Linked DNA regions of Mus musculus: all the other regions are linked to region 7. The links are chromatin contacts, called in public HiCAR-type and promoter capture Hi-C maps. All regions are on one chromosome and are shown on one strand. Each heading gives the region's core, a stretch centred on a gene start, on an enhancer-like site or on the middle of the called end of the contact. The rest is flanking DNA. Distances are from core to core; before and after follow the strand shown. Region 1 holds the start of Zfp825 (zinc finger protein 825). Region 2 holds the start of E430024I08Rik (a long non-coding RNA gene). Region 3 holds the start of Pdcd6 (programmed cell death 6). Region 4 holds the start of Cep72 (centrosomal protein 72). Region 5 holds the start of Exoc3 (exocyst complex component 3). Region 6 holds the start of Ccdc127 (coiled-coil domain containing 127). Region 7 holds the start of Rhobtb3 (Rho-related BTB domain containing 3).

Evidence for each region. Promoter capture Hi-C pulls out the DNA fragments that hold promoters and counts their contacts. HiCAR-type assays count read pairs that join an accessible place to other places.
Region 1: a contact with region 7 is called in a HiCAR-type map of astrocytes, with 4 times the contacts expected there. The contact joins the promoter of Zfp825 here to the promoter of Rhobtb3 in region 7. A contact is called at or near these places in 1 of 39 promoter capture datasets (hippocampal neurons) and 1 of 115 datasets of contacts at active chromatin or transcription factors (astrocytes).
Region 2: a contact with region 7 is called in a promoter capture Hi-C map of hippocampal neurons, with 6 times the contacts expected there. The contact joins the promoter of E430024I08Rik here to the promoter of Rhobtb3 in region 7. A contact is called at or near these places in 1 of 39 promoter capture datasets (hippocampal neurons) and 1 of 115 datasets of contacts at active chromatin or transcription factors (astrocytes).
Region 3: a contact with region 7 is called in a promoter capture Hi-C map of liver, with 5 times the contacts expected there. The contact joins the promoter of Pdcd6 here to the promoter of Rhobtb3 in region 7. A contact is called at or near these places in 8 of 39 promoter capture datasets (the 3T3-L1 cell line, cranial neural crest, hippocampal neurons and 4 more) and 2 of 115 datasets of contacts at active chromatin or transcription factors (astrocytes and embryonic stem cells).
Region 4: a promoter capture Hi-C map of liver shows a contact between it and region 7, with 2.5 times the contacts expected there. The contact joins the promoter of Cep72 here to the promoter of Rhobtb3 in region 7. A contact is called at or near these places in 3 of 39 promoter capture datasets (liver and second pharyngeal arch cranial neural crest).
Region 5: a contact with region 7 is called in a promoter capture Hi-C map of hippocampal neurons, with 4 times the contacts expected there. The contact joins the promoter of Exoc3 here to the promoter of Rhobtb3 in region 7. A contact is called at or near these places in 2 of 39 promoter capture datasets (hippocampal neurons and liver).
Region 6: a HiCAR-type map of astrocytes shows a contact between it and region 7, with 6 times the contacts expected there. The contact joins the promoter of Ccdc127 here to the promoter of Rhobtb3 in region 7. A contact is called at or near these places in 7 of 39 promoter capture datasets (the 3T3-L1 cell line, 3T3-L1-derived adipocytes, cranial neural crest and 4 more) and 1 of 115 datasets of contacts at active chromatin or transcription factors (astrocytes).

The regions. Positions count from the first base shown.
Region 1 is chr13:74,492,681-74,495,380 of GRCm38.p6, reverse strand. Zfp825 (zinc finger protein 825) reads left to right here and starts at 1,420. Exons shown (of 5, transcript NM_001377115.1): 1 at 1,420-1,531.
Region 2 is chr13:74,462,295-74,464,994 of GRCm38.p6, reverse strand. It overlaps E430024I08Rik (a long non-coding RNA gene), which reads left to right and starts at 1,383. Exons shown (of 8, transcript XR_003950546.1): 1 at 1,383-1,786; 2 at 2,329-2,413.
Region 3 is chr13:74,316,050-74,318,815 of GRCm38.p6, reverse strand. It overlaps Pdcd6 (programmed cell death 6), which reads left to right and starts at 1,490. Exons shown (of 6, transcript NM_011051.3): 1 at 1,490-1,709; 2 at 2,425-2,486. The coding sequence starts at 1,609.
Region 4 is chr13:74,060,847-74,063,603 of GRCm38.p6, reverse strand. Cep72 (centrosomal protein 72) reads left to right here and starts at 1,319. Exons shown (of 12, transcript NM_028959.3): 1 at 1,319-1,420. The coding sequence starts at 1,342.
Region 5 is chr13:74,207,314-74,210,013 of GRCm38.p6, reverse strand. It overlaps Exoc3 (exocyst complex component 3), which reads left to right and starts at 1,314. Exons shown (of 13, transcript NM_177333.4): 1 at 1,314-1,356.
Region 6 is chr13:74,348,954-74,351,653 of GRCm38.p6, reverse strand. Ccdc127 (coiled-coil domain containing 127) reads right to left here and starts at 1,337. Exons shown (of 3, transcript NM_001168659.1): 1 at 1,246-1,337. Sdha (succinate dehydrogenase complex, subunit A, flavoprotein (Fp)) reads left to right here and starts at 1,414. Exons shown (of 15, transcript NM_023281.1): 1 at 1,414-1,508. The coding sequence starts at 1,446.
Region 7 is chr13:75,942,418-75,945,117 of GRCm38.p6, reverse strand. Rhobtb3 (Rho-related BTB domain containing 3) reads left to right here and starts at 1,294. Exons shown (of 12, transcript NM_028493.2): 1 at 1,294-1,587; 2 at 1,686-1,911. The coding sequence starts at 1,586.

The DNA of each region.
Region 1 (2,700 bases), core at 171-2,670, 1.4 Mb after region 7:
ATTTCTTTTGAAGTGAGAAACCCTTGCTATATCTTGGTCTTTTGAGAGTTTAAGATCCACCTTTAATCCAGGCTACACATTCTTTCTGAAACCTACATACATAAAGGACCTTAAACAGGAAAGTTCTTTCAAATTGTCTACTTCTTTCCCTATATTTTTTAGCAAGGTGTTTTGTTTGTTCATTCATTCGTTTTGTTTTGTTTCTAAACTGCATTAGTAAGTACGTATTTCTTCAGAATTATGGTAAGTTCTCAAGATCTGCTGAGATATCAAGCAATGTGAACTCAACAAGTCCTTGATTTTTCTTGTTTCCCTTGGCAATGAACGTGCTCAGCCATTATTGGGCTAGGAGGACCACTGTCTGTGAGACATTCTATTAATCCCCTTTCTACATACATAGAGAAATTCGTCCTATGAGATGAGGTACATTTATCTGTACTAATTAATACAAGTGTGGTTTGTCTCCACCCTGCCACTGAGGAAGATGCGCTGGCTAACAACAGTGCTCTACACTGTTTGTCATCTCTTTCCTGCTTTTCTCCCAAGGTTGTTTCATACCTTTTTGGTGAAAAGGACCTGCAGTTTCCCTGAAGCCAGCATCAAGCTACAAAACAAAACTCTTGTATCCTAAAATCCTCTTTCATATTAATATCCTGGGCATCCTTCCACTGGTGAGCCAGAATGATACCTCCACTCTCAGTTCATAAAAGGCTATCCACCTTGATTTCAGGAAGAAGGGAAAGTGCTGTGAGGAAAGCTCAAGCAAGCCAGGAAGTAGGTCATGGTGAGTGCAGGACCACTGTCAAAACGGGAAGTAGGGGGCAGCTGAACAGCCTGAGCTCCCAAGGCTTGGAGGATAGACACAAATGCTACTGGAGAGCAAGTCAGACCAGAGATCTGGAAAAGGTCTGACCCGGGACTGCAAGCTCTATTTAACCCTGAGGAGGGGTAAGACTCACTGGCCCATCAAGGCCCCCAGGCGGACCTGCAAGTCAGACAATGAGGGTTGTTTAGGGTGGCTTCCTGCCGGTTCGTTTTGTTGTGCAGGCATGAATAGTCCTTTCTGTCCTGCTTTGAGTACTGCGTTGGGTGCGGTGGGGGACCTTAAGCGAGCTCCGAAATTGAGACATGGTGAGTGCTAGATCACTGCCCACAAAGGGGAGGAGCAGGCGGATGAACAGCCTGAGCGACGATAGTGGATCCTCTTCCAGGGCTGCATGGGACCACAGATAGATGAGGCTCTAGGAGGACAGACACCAAAAGCTACCCGAATGCAAACGACTCCCGAGATCTGTAAAAGGACCTGCCCCGGACAGGAAGCACACTTTAAACTAGAGGAGGGGTAAGACTCGCTGGCCAATCAAGGCTTCCGGGCGGAACTGCCAGTCACACAACGACTCGGTTTCTTCCGGAAGCCTTACTGGAAGTTTGTTTTTTGCTGTACAGGCTTGAATGTTTCTCCGTGTCTTCTTTGAGCGCTGCTATTGGGTGCTGTGAGGGGACGTCAAGTAAGCTCCGTTTTTGAAACATGGTGAGCGCATGGTTACTGTCTATAATGGATAGGGGCAGGTGGCTGAGCAGTGGGAGCTGAGGTGGTGGGTCCTCTCTGGGGCTGGATGGGAAGCCTCAGCCAGATGTAACCAGATGTGGCCAATTGTGCGGACCTTTGTGATGCTCCTCACTTGCTAAAACAGGCGGTGAACTCTGAATAACATCAGTATCAGGGCTGAATCAGCTCAAAACATTAGGATTAGGGGCTTGCTTGTAGAAATATCACGGGCAGGATGCCAAACATGGAAAGCCCTAGTTTCTCTTGAATCTTCTATAAGTTTTGCCCCCAGCATTTACCTATTAAGTATAAGATCCATTTGTAGTTAATTTTGTGGAGCTGTTAAAAGGCATCTCATGTGTTGGGTAGCACTCCCATGTTAAGCTGAGATGTAGAAGAGTAGAATTGATGATGTAAAGGGTTTACCAAGCTTAGGAAATAGTGACAGTAAGTAGCATTTAGCTGATGGAGGACTGTGTCAAAAACACCCCACAGGTTAGTATGCTAAGCAGGCCGGTTAGAGACTAGGATGCTAGGATTCACATGTTAGCTCACCAGGTTTGTCTACACAGCTGGCTCCAAACTATAACAAAGGAGAGACAACTGTGATGTACAATCAGCCACTTGGCCCATGCTCAAAGCAAAAAGCAGGTCTGTAACAAGCTGCTCAATCCATCCTTAACAGAGTCACAACCAACATGAAGGCCTGGTGTGCCTAAAGCTCCCATTGTCTAATTGAGAAAAGCATTGTTCTGCCACTCCACTGGTTGACATCCATTTGAGAAGGAAAAACACCTATGTGCTTGCAGACAGGAGCTGAGCATGGCTGTCCTCTGAGAGTCTCTACCAGTAACTGAGACAGATGCAGATACTTACAGCCAACCAATGGACTCCAGTCAGGGACCCTATGGAAGAGTTAGGGGAAGGATTGAAGGAGCTATAGGGGATGCCAGTCCCTTAAGAAGACCTATAGTATCATGTAACCTAGACCCCCGGGAGCTCAGAGAGACCAAGCCATCAACCAAAGAGAATACATGGGCTGGTCCATGGTCCCAGGAACATATGTAGCAGAGGACTGCTAATCTGTACCGAATAGGAGACTATACACCTAATCTTGTAGACTTGATTCCCCCGGGAAGAAGAATGAGGAA
Region 2 (2,700 bases), core at 134-2,633, 1.5 Mb after region 7:
CAACCATCTATAATGGAATCCAACGCCTTCTTCTGGTGTATCTGAGGACAGCTACAGTGTATATTCATGGACATTAAAAAAAAATCTTAAAAAAATGCCTTACTAGCACTTAGTAACTTATACTTGTCTGTTGGGATCTGTGAATATCAAAGTCATTGTATCCTTTGTTAGTATGCCACTTTTGGAGGTATGTGGATGGGAAAACTTTTAGGTTCTTTTGAGGAGCCATTAAATCTGTAAGGTAGAAGTTACTAGAATCAGAACAAAACAAAACATTAAGATGCAAAACGAATACTTTGTAAGTCTGATATTTCTTCTTTGTGTAATAGGGATACTATTGACTCGGTGGGACCATCAAGAATAATGGTGCCTACCATTTGATCTTGAACCATGTGGTTATATTACCTAAAGACCTGGTAAAATTAAATGGTCTATGCTTTATATCATTATCAAAAAAAGACACCAAGCCCCATGATTGCTTACATTTTAAGAGGATTCCCTAGGTGAAATTTAAAACAACAACTGAAGAAATAGTGGTTTTCTGTTGTATGAGAACTGGGCCCCTGAGTAAAGTAAACCTATTTCCCATCAGGGAATTCCGGGTTCTTGCATAGCCCCCTTATGACTTTCTTTGGGGCAGGAAGGAAGATGCTGATAGTATGAAAAAGAGGACTGGGAAGGCAGATGAGAGAAGAGACAGGAGCTGATTTCACATAGCACAGCAAAATCTTTGTGCTAACCCTGAGCCTAACCCTAAACCTGTAACCCTAACCACACTAACCCTAATCTAAACACTCTTTATCTTAATCCTAACCCTCTAATCCCCTAACTCTAACCCTGCATCCTGTAAGGGAGTTTTCTTAATTATTCCTTTTGAAGTGAGAAACCCTTGCTATATCTTGGTCTTTTGAGAGTTTAAGATCCACCTTTAATCCAGGCTACACATTCTTTCTGAAACCTACATACATAAAGGACCTTAAACAGGGAAGTTCTTTCAAATTGTCTACTTCTTTCCCTACATTTTTTAGCAAGGTGTTTTGTTTGTTCATTCATTCATTTTGTTTTGTTTTTAAACTGGCATTAGTAAGTACGTATTTCTTCAGAATTCTGGTAAGTTCTCAAGATCCGCTGAGATATCAAGCAATGTGAACTCAACAAGTCCTTGATTTTTCTTCTTTCCCTTGGCAATGAATGTGCTAAGCCATTATTGGACTAGGAGGACCACTGTCTGTGAGACATTCTATTAATCCCCTTTCTACATACATAAAGAAATTCGTCCTATGAGATGAGGTACGATTATCTGTACTAATACAACTGTGGTTTGTCTCCACCCTGCCACTGAGGAAGATGCGCTGGCTAACAACAGTGCTCTACACTGTTTGTCATCTCTTTCCTGGTTTTCTCCCAAGGTTGTTTCATACCTCTTTGGTGAAAAGGACCTGCATTTCCCCTGGTCCAGCATCAAGCTACAAAACAAAACTCTTGTATCCTAAAATCCTCTTTAGTGTTATTATCCTGGGCATCCTTCCACTGGTGAGCCAGATTGATAACTCCACTCCCAGTTTAGTAAAAGGCTAGCGACCTTGATTTCAGGAAGAAGGGGAAGTGCTGTGAGGAAAGCTCAAGCAAGCCAGGAAGTAGGTCATGGTGAGTGCAGGACCACTGCTACAACGGGAAGGAGCAGGCGGCTGAACAGCCTGAGCTGAAATGCTGTCTCCACTCCCACCGCTCGGAGGATAGACACAAATGCTAATGGAGAGCAAGTCAGACCAGAGATCTGGAAAAGGTCTGACCCAAGACTGGAAGCTCTATTTAACCTTGAGGAGGGGTAAGACTCATTGGGCAATCTAGGGCCCCAGGCGGATCTGCCAGTCAGACAATGAGGAGGGTTCTTCCGGGTGGCTTGCTGCACGTTCGTTTTGGAATGCAGGAGTGAATAGTCCTTTCCGTCCTGCTTTGAGTAATGCTGTTGGGTGCCATTGGGGACCTTAAGCGAGCTCCGAAGTTGAGACATGGTGAGTGCGAGATCACTGCCCACAAAGGGGAGGAGCAGGCGGATGAACAGCCGGAGCTGCAATGGTGGATCCTCCTCAAAGTCGGCCTGGGACCACAGATAGAGGAGGCTCTAGGAGGATAGGCACAAATGCCACCCGAATGCAAACCACTCCCGAGATCTGTAAAAGGACTGGACCGGGACAGGAAGCACACTTTAATCTAGAGGCGGGGTAAGACTCGCTGGCCAATCAAGGATTCCAGGGCGAACTGCCAGTCAGACAATGAGGCGGGGTCTTCCGGATGCCTTGCTGGAAGTTTGTTTTTGCTCTACAGGATTGAACCGTCTCTGTGTCTTGCTTTGAGCGCTGCTGTTGGGTGCTGTGAGTGGACCTCAAGTAAGCTCCGTTTTTGAAACATGGTAAGCGCATGGTTACTGTCTATAATGGGTAGGGGCAGGTGGCTGAGCAGTGGGAGCTGAGGTGGTGTGTCCTCTCTGGGGCTGTATGGGAAGCCTCAGCCAGATGTAACCAGATGTGGCCAATTGTGCGGTCCTTTGTGATGCTCCTCACTTGCTAAAACAGGCGGTGAACTCTGAATAACATCAGTATCAGGGCTGAATCAGCTCAAAACATTAGGATTAGGGGCTTGCTTGTAGAAATTTCACGGGCAGGATGCCAAACTTGGAGAGCCCTAGTTTCTCTTGAA
Region 3 (2,766 bases), core at 241-2,740, 1.6 Mb after region 7:
GAAAGCTTAGAACAGACCTGGTTAAGAGGAAACTAAACCTGAGATAGGGCAAGGAGATAGATGGTGGCACCTGGAAGACAACTACCTGTAAGCTGTTGCAGAAGGTGGTCTCTTTGGGACTGGACCTTTATAGCATTCCAAAGTCAGCAAACAGCTGGTAGAGTCCCGGATTCAGCAGCCTCGGGTCTGCTGAAGTTTCTCTGTACTGGAAAACTTCCAGTTCAAGTAGGAAAATTATGATTAATATTTTTGTATTTCTGGTAAAGAGAAAAGGAGCCAGAGAGAGGACAGAATAAAAATAGATCTCAGATTCTAAATAAAAGAACCAGAAAAGTCTAAAAGATTATTCAAAAGTGAGATGAACAGTTTATGAGAAATTATAAAAAATGAATTCGCCAAATCCTGGAAAAAAAATCTACCTTTCTTAAAGAATTTTGTAGATTTTGAGGTAAATGTCAAAGCTATAAGATGTTTCTTTGAGCAATTTGAAAGTCTCTTAAGATGTCCTAAGAACAAGAGAAATGGAGCAGAAAACGATACAGTTGGGACTTGATCAGATCTATAGCTGTGCTAAATAATGGATGATTATCCACATGGAAGTTTCAGATGTACAAGGCCATACTCTTGGCCCTTGGTCTCTTCACCCTCTTCTTTAGTTATGGGGTAAACAAACCCCCCATAAAGACAGCATAGCAGTTCTTATTATAAGTCTGTCCCTGGATGAGGACTACAGGAAGGCTGGAATAATCCTATGGCAGAACGGAGTAATCTGTATCTTGAGCTATTCACAGTATTCAGATTTAGGTGGAAGGATGGCCTGACAGCCCGTGAATGTGACCGGTTGGTAGTTGCCCCAATGCTATGCATTTTCCCATTTAGGGACATTCCAAACTATAAAAGCACCATAGAATTAGTATCTAGAACGAAAGAAGGAATACTTATAATTAAAAGGAGTAACCACCAAAAGTACAGAAGTCCAAGTAAGGGGTGGAGAAAACACAGCTCTCACCTCAGGACCAAACCTCACTCGGGCCATTTACAAATGAAGTCACTGCAAACCTAGGGAGGCTGGGCATAAACCGATATAAGCAAGTGGGAAGGCAAGAAGGTGTAGTATGGACAGACGGACAAACTCCAGAGTGCACAAAATGCACTTTGCGTTTCCGCCGAGGACTTCATGCGGTTGGTGCACATCACATTCGCACTAAATACTAATGCAGACGTAAAGGGAAGCCGTCGGTCCAAGTGAAAGCTTTCACCACTTTCCGTTACAGGTCGAGGCGTTTTGTAAGCTTGGGTCGGCCCCTCATGGCGTGGTCTCTTCTGAGCTCACCCGCCGCAGCTTCGGGCTGAGACACACAGGAGGGCGGAGCGGGGTGGGGCTGAAAAGGAAAGGGACACCCAAGGCCGGGCAAGAGTAGGAGGCGGAGCTCAGACTAACCCCAAGGCCCTCCAGACGTTGCGTGGCAACGGACCACGCCTGCCAAGTGACTCAAAGGTGCGCGCTTCCGTTGTTCCCAGGAAGTTGTGGGCTCCTGGTCCTGCCCCATAACTGAGGCGGAAGCATAGCTTGTGGAGCTGGGCCGCGTTGCCGCTGTGCATCAGCCCATGGCTGCCTACTCCTACCGCCCAGGCCCGGGTGGTGGCCCCGGCCCTGCTGCTGGAGCTGCACTGCCAGACCAGAGCTTCCTGTGGAACGTCTTCCAGCGGTAAGGCCAGCGCCGCTCAGCTCCTTCGGCCCTTGGGTCGGTCCTCAGTTTTCAGGGCCTATTCTCCAGTCCTCCCTCTCCCCAGCCCTTCATCCCCCGACCTCCTTCCCAGTCCTTCCTACTCCCCTCCATCCCCGACTTTCTCTCTTCTACAATAGCACAGGGTTCAGGGTCATGTTGGCAGTGACTTTGCCCAGGGCCGAAGGGCGCGGAACAGTCGCCCTACAGGGTCAGGTGCTTGCGTTAGAAACAGGACAAATCTTGAATCAGGAAAACGGCATCAGTGAAAAGAGCTGGCTGCTATTGCATGTCTTCTGTCCCTGGCCGTCCTTCTGAATGACTGATTGTCTTTCCACTGACTCGTGCCAAAGAATGACTTATTCGTCCTAGAGAATCTTTCTTTACCTATTATGATGAACTGGTGCAGGTATAAATTAAGCAGACTTGAAGAGCTAACAGAAAGCTTGAAAGGAATAGAGAAAAGATGACTCAACCCCTCCTACTGCTTCTGGTTGTTCATTAGTCTCTGGCACACCTGGGGGCGTGTGACATTCCAGCTGAGCAAAGAGGAAGGTCTGGCCAGAGTAACATTCCAGACCTAGTGTAGATTGATGAAAATGATGTCTTGGCTATGTTTTATTTTTAATACTTCCTTTACATTTAATCACCAGCTTACCTGTTTTCTGTTTGTTTGTTTGTTTGTTTGTTTTTGTAGGGTTGATAAAGACAGGAGTGGAGTGATTTCAGACAATGAGCTTCAGCAAGCATTATCCAATGGTGAGTTGAAGCCTGATTCATTCACAGTAAGCAGTTTCCTTCCTGGAATTATTTCCAAAGAAGTCCTTAAGACTAAATTGCCATTACCGGTATAAGGTAAAGGTGTTTGCTAAGCTTCTGTGTTTGTATTTTCTTAATTATCATTGCTGCCTTACCGAGCTCCAGAACAAATGTATGTGAGCCTCTGAAATGGGAGCTATAGTGTAGACCTTGCCCAAGAGTGAAAAAGGTTAGCTCTGTGCAACAGAGGTCCCTCACTTATCTAGAAGGCCTTTGACCT
Region 4 (2,757 bases), core at 70-2,569, 1.9 Mb after region 7:
TTCTTACCCCATCTCAGACAGCTGATGAATGCCAAGGTTGGGAGCAGCATGGGGGGGGGGTGTGTATGTGAGATCAACAGAATGTTCTGGGTAGGACTGCCTGCCAACTCTCCAGGTAGTAGGGAAGACCAGGCTGTGGGACTCCAGCTAAGGAAGGTTCCTGCTAACCTCCAGGTCTAGTTGGGAAAGCTTTATGAACTATGAGGCAGAAGGGATTGTTCCTGATGTGACCCAGCCTGGCTCATCATCTCTATCTCCGAGTCACAACACTGTTCCTTGCTCTGTGTCTTCACCAGCACCAAATCAAGTTCAAGTGCTGCTGGCTCACTCCTAAACACCTCAAATGGAACTTAAGGACATAAAACAGCTTAAATGCATGTAGGTTTGGCCACAGTCTAATGTTACCACGGCAGATGGTATTTAATAAACCACCGGAAAGAGTACTTGGTAGTAATTAATCATTAGCATAACCTTTTACTGAGGCTTGTAAGAAATCATAGGCTTGTAGGAATCTTTGCAGGGTGCAAAGCTAATCCTTGTCCCTCTTTCTTCAGTGAAGATGTAAAACGTTAGTAAACAGAAACGTTACTTCCCAAGTTTCTACTGGCACTTTCATTGCAGTAGAAAAGCTGGTCTTGGGTCTGTCCCTGACAGACCATCCGTCTCCCCAAGGTCCCACTTGGACTCTGATCTTGGTCAGAGAAAATAGAATAAGAGAGGGTGATTGAAATCTGTGTTGTGTCCTGAGGCGCCACATGTCTTAGATGGCAAGCATACAAGCCTTAATTTGCTTCTGAAAAGCTTAGTTATCTCTCCAATGCCTGGAAGTTATTAGTAGACCCCAGGTTTGATGAAAGGACTTTCAATGTGTCTTAGTTAGGAGAAATTTTTTTTTTTTTTTTTTTTTTTTTTTGCACACAGCCTGTCTCTCCAGCCACATGATGAGAACTTTTGGAAGTGCGTGGGGGTTGGCGGGGGGGGGGGGGGGGAGCATCTCAGGGGCTGGGACAGGAAGAAACCTTAGGAGAGAAGGCTCCTGGAGGGAGTAGGAAATGAATGGAAGTGGGAGTAGGTGCGAATGCCCCGGGCACTAACAGCTGTTTCCACAAACCGCACTGAACGCAATGGGGTTGTCCTGGGGAGGAGCCAGAGCAGGGTGAGGTTGCACTCAGAGCTCAGCGGATTAGGATGGCTTGGGTGAACCTGTCCCAAAGAAAGTTTTAAACACAGCCGAAGCTCCGCCCACCCTCCTGGGCCCGCCCCTTGCAGGCTTGGTCCCGCCCGCCCGTTCCAGATCACGTCACAGCGCAGGCGCCGCGCGCCAGCGTCCGGTTTGAAAACATGGCGCCAGGCCAGCGGTTGGTTTTGTGTGAAGAGACTGTACGAGAGCGCAGCGGCCTGGGTCCCCACCGCGACCTGGGTGCGTGGGGGACAGACTGGGTTGGCCTGCCGGGCCTGATAGCTCTGCCTCCGTGCGAATGGCACTTGACCACAAACGGTCTCGGCCCGTGGGGCAAGGAGGCGGGGCCGGCTGGGCGGGTTTGTGGGGAAGGGCGTGGCTAAGGTCCTGGAGAGCCGGTGGACGCGGCCTGGGTTTTCTGTGGGACCGCGGTCAGGCTGAGCCCCCCGCTTCTTTTTTGCAGCAGCTTTCATCTGTCTTCCTGGGTTCCTACATGGCATTTCGCTTATGAAGATGCAGGTCTCTTTTTATATGGTTTGGACATCAAGGCCCCATTACGTTTTGAGCAAGAGATCGTGCGGAATTTGTGTTGTGATTTTTTTTTTTTCCTTTTTAACTTTTTTCCCCTGGACTTTGACAGGGAAACCACGCAGGCCTAGAATTTTCCATTGTTGAAGATTTTCGATTACCATTTTTTAAATTCGATTACGATTTTTAAACTTATAGTGGTTTCACCTAGAGTGCATTTTCGTTATCTAAATCGTTTTTTCTTGATTGTCAACCATATCTACATAGAACTGACTACAGCATTCTCTTACTATTTTATTAATGCTTGTGGGGCCTGTAGGGATATTCCCCATTTTCATAAATGGTACTTAATCTGGCTCTATCTTTCAGTCATGTTGGAGATATACGGTTTTTGGTCATGCCAAAGACACCACTTTTGGGTTGGTTGATTTGTCTTCACTGTTTTTAAATTTTACCTTTTTCTCTGTGCTTGCTTTGCATTTATTTTCCTCTTTAGATTCTAGAAGTGAAACGTGTGGATTAAAGCTTGTTTTATAATTTAAATCTCTTAATCTGTACATTTCTCTTTACGTATCACATAGCTGCACACACTAACACATTTGTTAGTGTTTATATTTCTACTGTGTGTTAAGGTACTGGAGATAGAACATAGGGCTTTGCATATGCTAAGCAAATGCCCTGTCATGGGACTTCACCCCAAACGTTTTTTTAATTTTTCAAGTGTGTTATTAAGCCAAGATGACCTTGATCTCCATTTTTAACGGAACCTGGCCTTGGAATTTTAGTCCGACACTCAAGTGGCTAGGATTGCAGGCAGTTGCCACCATGACTGGTTCTAATTTTCATTGATTTTAATATGCTTTTCAAATATCCCTTTAGGTATCTTCTTAGACCTCCAAATTATTTAGTGATTGCTCACATTTTTATTCTTTAGGGATGTCTTTTTAACGAATTATGTGTCGGGAGGTTTTCTTGTTTTTTTGTGTGTAATTCTATTATTGTCAGAGAACATACTGTGTATGATTTTGGTTCGCTTAAGTCTGCAGAGA
Region 5 (2,700 bases), core at 65-2,564, 1.7 Mb after region 7:
GGCTCTGGTCATTCCTAGGCCTACCTATGAACTTACTTGTACACTCAAAAGTATCCTGAGCTTTGTCACTCTGTGGCTTACCAAAAACAAAAGCTGAGATTCTTATTTTATTTATTTAATTGAAAGGAAACAAGCTGAGTCATCTACTGAAGCAGTTCACATCTAACTAGGCTAGTTAACTGAATTCGTTAGGGAGCACCATGACTAAACACTCCACTATATAGTGGGCAGCAGGAGATTAGGGTTGGATATAAGGTAACTAAGGAAAACCGCAGCTTTGTCTTGGTAGCTGTGCCTCCCCACTTTGCAGTTAAACATTCATGAAGCTGAAATTTCTCCTGTTTTGTCATAAACTAAGGGGTCAGGGCACTTTCCCAGTTGCAACCCCTACACTAAGGGAGGGTCTGCATCTTTAAAAGACTGACTTCATCATATAATTTGCATTGTGGTTATGACAGGTTACCTATACTGTTCTTTCATTTACTGAAGATTTACCCCATCATCCATTGGCTTGGGAGAGCCAGACTTTGTAGTGATGTTATGGATAGGCACACAACTCAACAAATGTATGCAGAAAAGGTGAAAAAAAAAAAACACAACCAAACCTGTCAGGGTAGGGTTGTCATACCTGATGGGTGAGTGGAAGAACCTAAACCCCGCCAAAATTTACTAAAAGTTCGTAACAGTGTGGGGAAATCTCTGTATCTGCAGAGGTAGAACAAAGTTTCTGGCTGTTCTAGGTACCGGGGCGACTCGATGCTTCACTGCTTCCTTCAGCTGGAGTAATTCCACCAGCTGCTGTTTTGCTCGTGGTTTTGTTTTCTTCGCCGCTTCTACGTGCTACGCGAGCAGCTATCAGCAGGCAGCCCACTCTCTGTGGCACTGTCCTGAATACTTGAAATCTACTTGCTGTCAGAAACCTCTGGGGGATGAGGGCGAGGACAGCAAGAAGAAACAAATATACGAAATATAAGTAGTGGAATCTTGAATACAAGACACAGTAAAGATATGGAGAGGTGTGGAGAGACTAAGGTAGCTAAGGGGAGGAACTGAGCAAGGGCAAACCTAAGTGGTTAATCCGGAGAGAAAGGGTGGGTACAATAGGTGCTACTTAAAATAAGAGGGTCGGGAGAGCGCCAAACGTCAGACGGCGGAGCCAGGCCTGAATCTGTAATCCCTGATCCTGAGTCTGTGTCACCAGAAGCACAAGTTTCCTAAGAGTCTACAGAAAGATCGCCCGTACAGCGCCTTCAAGGTTACCCAGAGCCCATCCTTCCGCCCAGACGCCGGAAACGGAAGTGACCGCGTTGCACACTTCCGGTCCGGCTCCGGGAGGTGGCAGCGGCGTTGCGGACGGTGAGGAAGCTCTGCTCTGACAGCCTTGGGTGCCTGTGCGGTGGGCGGGGCGCTGGGCCCTCGACTGTGGCACAGTGTACCCCTTAGTGGGTTTGTCCTTGGCGAGGGACAGCATCGGCCGACGTTTCTGGCGGGATGCGACACCCTCTAGTGCGGGTCCCTGGGCGGGTTTGGGTTTGTCCTCGGTGTGCGTCCCTCCCATCTCCTTGGTCGGGGCTGCTTCTACCCTCAGAGTTCCCTTTTGCCCCAGAGGCCGGAAATCTGACAGTCCTCAAGCTGCCATTGGAAGCAGATTTGGTGGCGATCCAGTACAGTTTTTTTAGTTTTTGATTCTCTGTGTTCAGGTTTATGAGTGGACTCTTTCTTGCAAAGCTTTTTTGGTTTTGGGTCAGCTTTCCTTTTGCATCTGGCTTGTAACACTGCCACAGGAGTGCCTTTCACCTGTCAGCTGGAGTGGGGGACTCCATGCCAGAGGGATGGTTTGGTATTATGTTTAATACCTAGTCCTGTAAATAGAATTATACAAGTTTTAATGTTTTGGGAATGCTGAAGATAACATGTCAAACTAAAGCAAAAGAAAAAAAAAAAAGCCCGCAGTGAATCAGTCCTGTTAGAAGTGGTTGTGGAATCCTCTTTCTGTGGCCTGCTCAGATTTCCTGTCTGGGTACGAGTAATTTTATAGTCAGAAGATGAAGATGGTGTTTGCAATGCTGTTCCACTTGAATGAAAATGCAAAGAGAGAAATACACAGGGAGAAGCTACATAACTGGAAATGTACAATGGATTTTAGTGGTTTTCTGAGACTACTTGGGAATAGAGTGAAAGATTCCAGAAGGTAGGTCTTTATCACATCTGTGGCTGTTGAGTAGCTGAAATTAAAGGAAACAGTGTTATTAATTCCCTCATTTGCTGGATAGTCAGCAAATAGCCATTGTAGGTCCATGACTTGGATAGTATTAGATATTAGACTAAAGGGTGATTGACCGGGTACATTTGTGCTTAGGGGAAACAAGCTACTCAAGTAAGGACAATAAATTACCTTTTGCTGTCTTATCTTTGTTTTTAGAAGTGTTCAAAAGTAAGAAGTGGTATCTTGGCCACCCAGAGCAATGGTAAGGGAGTATAAGACTCGTGTTTGCCCACTGGGCTGCTGCTGAAGTGTAGGTAATAGTTGTTGCCTTCCAGTGACTAACTACCCCATGGACTTGGGCAGCACTAGGGTGAGCTCCAGAAATGAAAAGCTGATCTTTTATAGGGCTAAGAATTGTGTTAGAGCTGCCTTTGACATAGTCTTAAGTCCCTGTATAAATACTCTCTGTGTGACTGTCTTACGCCTGTGAGATA
Region 6 (2,700 bases), core at 88-2,587, 1.6 Mb after region 7:
TAAGATGCACAATAATGAACAATAAATATATAACCATAATACATGGCTCAGAATGTAACGGTTTATAGGAACTATAGAATTAATACGTATGACGTATGGTAGATGCCTAATTTAGAAATATGTATGTGTATATACATATATATATATGTATGTATGCACACACACACATACACACACTAAAAGCAGGCAACTTTCAAAAACCTCCTACTATGTATAGCCATCCATCAGATATCTGATGGGGAGCCCCATCTCATACCAAAAGCCTTGAAGATAGCCAAGGCTCCCATATACAATGCTGTATTTGAATATAATCTGCTCAATACTTTATCTCTAAGTCACCGATACCTAATAAGGTATAAAGGCACTTAAGTAGTTCATCTGTTTTATTTTCCCCCTTGTTAAAAAAAAAGTCTGTACATACTCCGAACAGACACATTTTCCCCAAATATATTTTATCTGCAGTTGGTTGAACCCACCAACGCAGAACCCTTGTAGGGTAAGCTGTCATATTTATTTCCTCTGCACCAACAACATCCATTTTGGGGTTATAAAGTTCAAGGAAATAATTCAAAATATAAAGTGTTGTGCATGAATATATTCCATATTTCCTTATTTATTAATAAAAAAACAAAGAAATAAAATGGGAACGGTTCATTGTAAACTTAAACAATTCAAAATAATGGTCATAAAGATTGTGCACCAAGAGGAAAACCTTAATCTAATATTAACTGAAAATTCAGGAAACAATTACGATTATTGGTTTACTTTTTATGCTATTTAATTCCACCGAACATTTCAGCTATACTCACTAGAAAAATAGAAAAACTATCTGAAAGTGATCAAATGAGAGCGCGTTTGCAATATGGGATGCTAGCCACGATCTAAGCAGCTTTCAGGATGACAACAGGCCGGGCCTCCAGCTTCCCAGCTGCTGTAACGAAGACGAAAGCTTTGGATATAGTTTCTAGTTCAGTATCCTGGCTTTTACGTAGCCCAGTGCAGCTAGCTGCTCCTTGTCCAGCCACCAAGACATCATTCCTACCTACTCTAGAAGTCCAGGGCAGTATGTACCCCCCCCCCCCCCCATTAGTTGAGATTCAAGCGCCCAACAAAACGGGCTCTTATGGAGCTTGCGATCTCCGCCCCAGGACCCTACTTCCATCTCTCCAGATCATCCGACCCTCTCTGTTTTGGCAAACAAGAACCACCCGAGAAGCACTTTAAAGACATTGGCACCTCACTTACCCCTGGAGCAGAGCCCATCAGCGTTGCTGCCACCCTACCTCAGACGTGTTGCCACCGCCGCGTTTACAGGGCGCAGGCGCACCACCACTCACGCGAGCCAGGAGGGGCGTGTTGCGCAGGCGCAGAATCTTCCAAGCCCGACACCCGCGCGACTCGGTGCGCAAGCGCAGTCTGTCGCTGGGGCTTGCGGGAAGGCAGACATGGCCGGGGTTGGCGCAGTTTCGAGGCTTCTTCGCGGGCGGCGCTTGGCGTTAACTGGGGCGGTGAGTTAGTGCCACGAAATGGCAGGCGCTAGGAGTGCGCCACGATTCCACCCGAGTTGGCCTGAGTCTGGGAAGGTGCAGTGGGCCGAAGCCGACTGCTTTCCGGCGAAGGTCACGACCCCGAGGTCGCGGGCGTGGAGTCTGGCCTTCCCCGTCTTGGTCTAGCGAAGTTCTCCAAGGTTAAAGGGAGGGACCGGCCTGTTGCATTCTGGATGCGGACGGGTCTGCGAGTAATCCGTTGGTAGTCTGGGTGTCGACACTAAGACTTATAAGTGATGAGCTTACAGGTTTTGTGTAGTGGCCTTAGCTACTGTTTTTAAATATCAAAGAGATATTTGAAGATACCAGGTGAGACTTCTGCACCGTGTTCATCCAGTCTTGCGACTTCTTTTTGCATTTGAAGAGGTACACAGTGACTCAGGGTTGCAGGGGTCTGATGTTGGCCTCCCAGATTGTCAGATCTTGTCTCAGTGCACTCTTTGCCGGTCACCTGTTATTCGTCACACTCCTAGGGTTTTATTAACGTAAACTAAATTTGACAGGTTGGGTTCTTTAAAGTTCTGTCTCACCTACCTACTTAACAATTTAATTACAAAGTAAAGGCCCTAAGACATTGAACAGTATCGACTTGCATTGTGCATCAAATTATGGCTGCAGTTGTCTATTTTCTGAAATAGATATTAAAATGCATGTTCAATGAAATGTTCAAGGGTTAGTTGGCAGCTATTCTTGCAAGGCCAGAAGGCATTTTCAAACCTTGATAATTTCTGTGATTTGTATTTGCTGCCACAAACTCCTACTTCCACCTCTATCCCTTGGGCTCTGCAAGAAGGGTTTTAAGTCCTGATCATTGAAGCCCTTTACAGGAGATAATAAGTCAGCCACCTATAATTGTAGCAGAATTCTTTTGTAGCAGAAATAGGTGAGCCCACCCCATGCCCAGGATTCACTCCACACACTCAAGGAAAAAAAAAAAAAATAATGATAGTCTGAGCCCAGCTCTGGCTAATGCCCAAAAGGAACAGTCAAGGATAGAAGATTTTTATTAACTTGTATACACCTTAGGTTTATGCTTACCACATATGTTGGCATCCTTAAATTCCTTTCCTATTCCAGATCCAGTTTATGCTTTGACCAGTTTAGACAGAGACAGGAGACTGCAAGTCTGGCCACTTAGGCAGGTGGGAGATTT
Region 7 (2,700 bases), core at 45-2,544:
TCTGCACATTTGCATCTTTCAGGATGGTTATTTCCAGAAACTACAAAACATTGTACTTGGACACAAAGGAAAAAATTTATTTATTTATTTATTTATTTATTTATTTATTTATTTAGGACTGGGTCTCACTATGTAACTGGCTCTTCTGGAGCTCACGATATAGCCTGGGCTGGTTTTGTTTTTGTTTGGTTTTGTCTTTACTAGTGACTCTAATTACAGCTATTTGGGAGGCTGAGGAGGGAAGACCTATCTCAAAGAACAGAGAGGACTAAGTAAACTACATAGAGAACGCCCCCTGCCCTGCCCTGTCTATGGACAGGAAGCTAATTCTGTCTCAGCTGAGCAATACTGATTCCTAATAAACAGTTGTGGCCATCTCCCAGCTTCTTGTTTTCCTCAGTCTTCCCAGGACCTTTTAAACATCTAGTTCTCAAAACAGGTCCACTTAACAGAGAAAACAAGCCCAATTTCAAAGCAGAGCAAATAATCAAAAAGATAAACAAGAACTCTTAACTGTGTGTGAGATGCTTGTGAGAATTTTAATATTTATGAGGGAGCCCCAGAGTAGCCTTTGGCCTGTCCTAGTATTAGCAGTCCTCATGGTGTTTTATACTGGAGGTAGTCTGAGGCCCTTTTGGGGCCTCCACAAGCTTTACTTCTGTGTGTCATCACGAAAGAATCTAAAATATCCTTACATTAACATGATCCTTCTTTTTCAGTGAGCTATTATTAAATAATGTAACTGGAATGTGTACTGAAAAAAATCCAAGTAAACTGCTACAACTTTCTTTTTTTTTTTTTTCTTTTTTTTTTAAACCACACACATTAAAAATCCCAACACTTCAAATTCCACAATCTTGGTTAAAATATGCCAAATATAGCTTGCAATAGTAAATGACCTTTCCAAAGTGGCACCCGCAAATTAATTGGTGCGTGAACAAAGAACCTTTTCTGCAGCTGCATGAATGTTGCCTTTTTTTTTTTTCCTTCTTCACAAGTACGATTTTACAAAACAGCCAAAGCGCATGTTGTAAATTGACAAAACGATAACACACTTTCTGCGAAGGCTGGGGTGGGTACGGGACCGCGGGGTGGGCAGGGGGCTGCCTCCTGGCTGGGCTCTCTTCTGGTCCCCGGCGGGGGCCAGGCCGCCCCTCCCCCGCTCCCGGCTCAGGTTTCAGCCTTCCGAGTTGAGGAAACTTGCTGCAGGCGGATTGGCGGCGAGCTGCTCCCGGGCTCCGGCGTCGTCCCCGCGCCCACCGCTCCTTTGTGTCCCGCGGCCTCGGCCAGCAGCCAGCTCCCCCGCGCGCCGGACTCTCGGGGCGACACGTGCGGGCCTCCGGCCCCGCCGAGCGGAGGCGGAGCCCGGGCGGAGGCGCGGCGGCCAGGAGCGGCGACCAGGGACCGCAGCGCTGCCAGCGCCCGGCCGGCCGCTCACTCCCGGCCCGCTCCTCTGCGTCGGTAGCGCCGCGTCGTAGGAGCGGGAGGGCCGCGGCCGGGGATGAGCTGACTGCAGTGAGAGCGTCGCCCGGGCCCCCGCCAGGCCGCCCGCTGCCATCTCCGCGCCGCCCTGCCAGCCGCGATCATGTACGTACGCGTCGCCGTTCTGCCACGGTCTGGGTCCGGGACGTGCCACGCGCCCTGGCTGTACCCACCCGCTCACCGCGCCCCTCTCGGCCCCGCAGGTCCATCCACATCGTGGCGTTGGGGAACGAGGGCGACACGTTCCACCAGGACAACCGGCCGTCGGGGCTCATCCGCACATACCTGGGAAGAAGCCCGCTGGTGTCGGGGGACGAGAGTAGCTTGTTGCTGAACGCGGCCAGCACGGTCGCGCGCCCGGTGTTCACTGAGTACCAGGCCAGTGCGTTCGGGAACGTCAAGCTGGTGGTGCACGACTGTCCCGTCTGGGTAAGGGGCAGTGGCTGCGCGGTGCCCAGGAGGAAGGAGCTTGCCTTTTTGGATCCCTCCTCCCCTTGTTTCTTAATTTCCTGATTGCCTGGAGAGTTTTTTTAGTTTGTTTTTGTGTTTTTACATTTTTTGGCAAATCCCATCCTTTGTTACAATTTGGAGGTGGTGGGGGCAGCCCAGTCACGTCTGTAAGGTAAAATGGCCCCAGGGCAATATAGAGCCGTTACTGTGTTTCAAGACTTGTTCTTTAGTGGATGGACAGCTGACAGTTGAATGTGCCAACCCCAAACAGGGTCGCGAAGTTCCACTGGCCAAGAGTCATGTTTTCATGTCCACCTCGTGGAGGATAGGGAGATGTGTTCTATAAATACTGCCCTTTACAGCTCAACGTAGGCAAAAATACTCTAGACAGGGACAGGTCAAAAATAGTATGGGAACAAGGGAAAAAAGAATGGGATTTGAGAACTAATTTTAAATGGCTTATTTGTTGATTATTAACCTCTGAAAAGACTAGTTTTTAATAGTGCTAATGCTCATATATTAGCCTTTTGTTTTAGTGGTTAATAAATTGGAAATACCACTAAGAACTTAAATAAATCTTCATGTTTATGATAGTTGAATAAAATAAGTCTTAGCTTGTCTCTTGAGTAGCTTGACTCTGAAGTGTTTGATAAAAGGACAAAGAAGACAGCTCCCTGACTTACAAATATCTTCATAACACAGTAGCACTATGTATTTCAAGTGTCTTCATTTAATTTTAAATCTGTGATTTCTTGCTGATATTGTAGT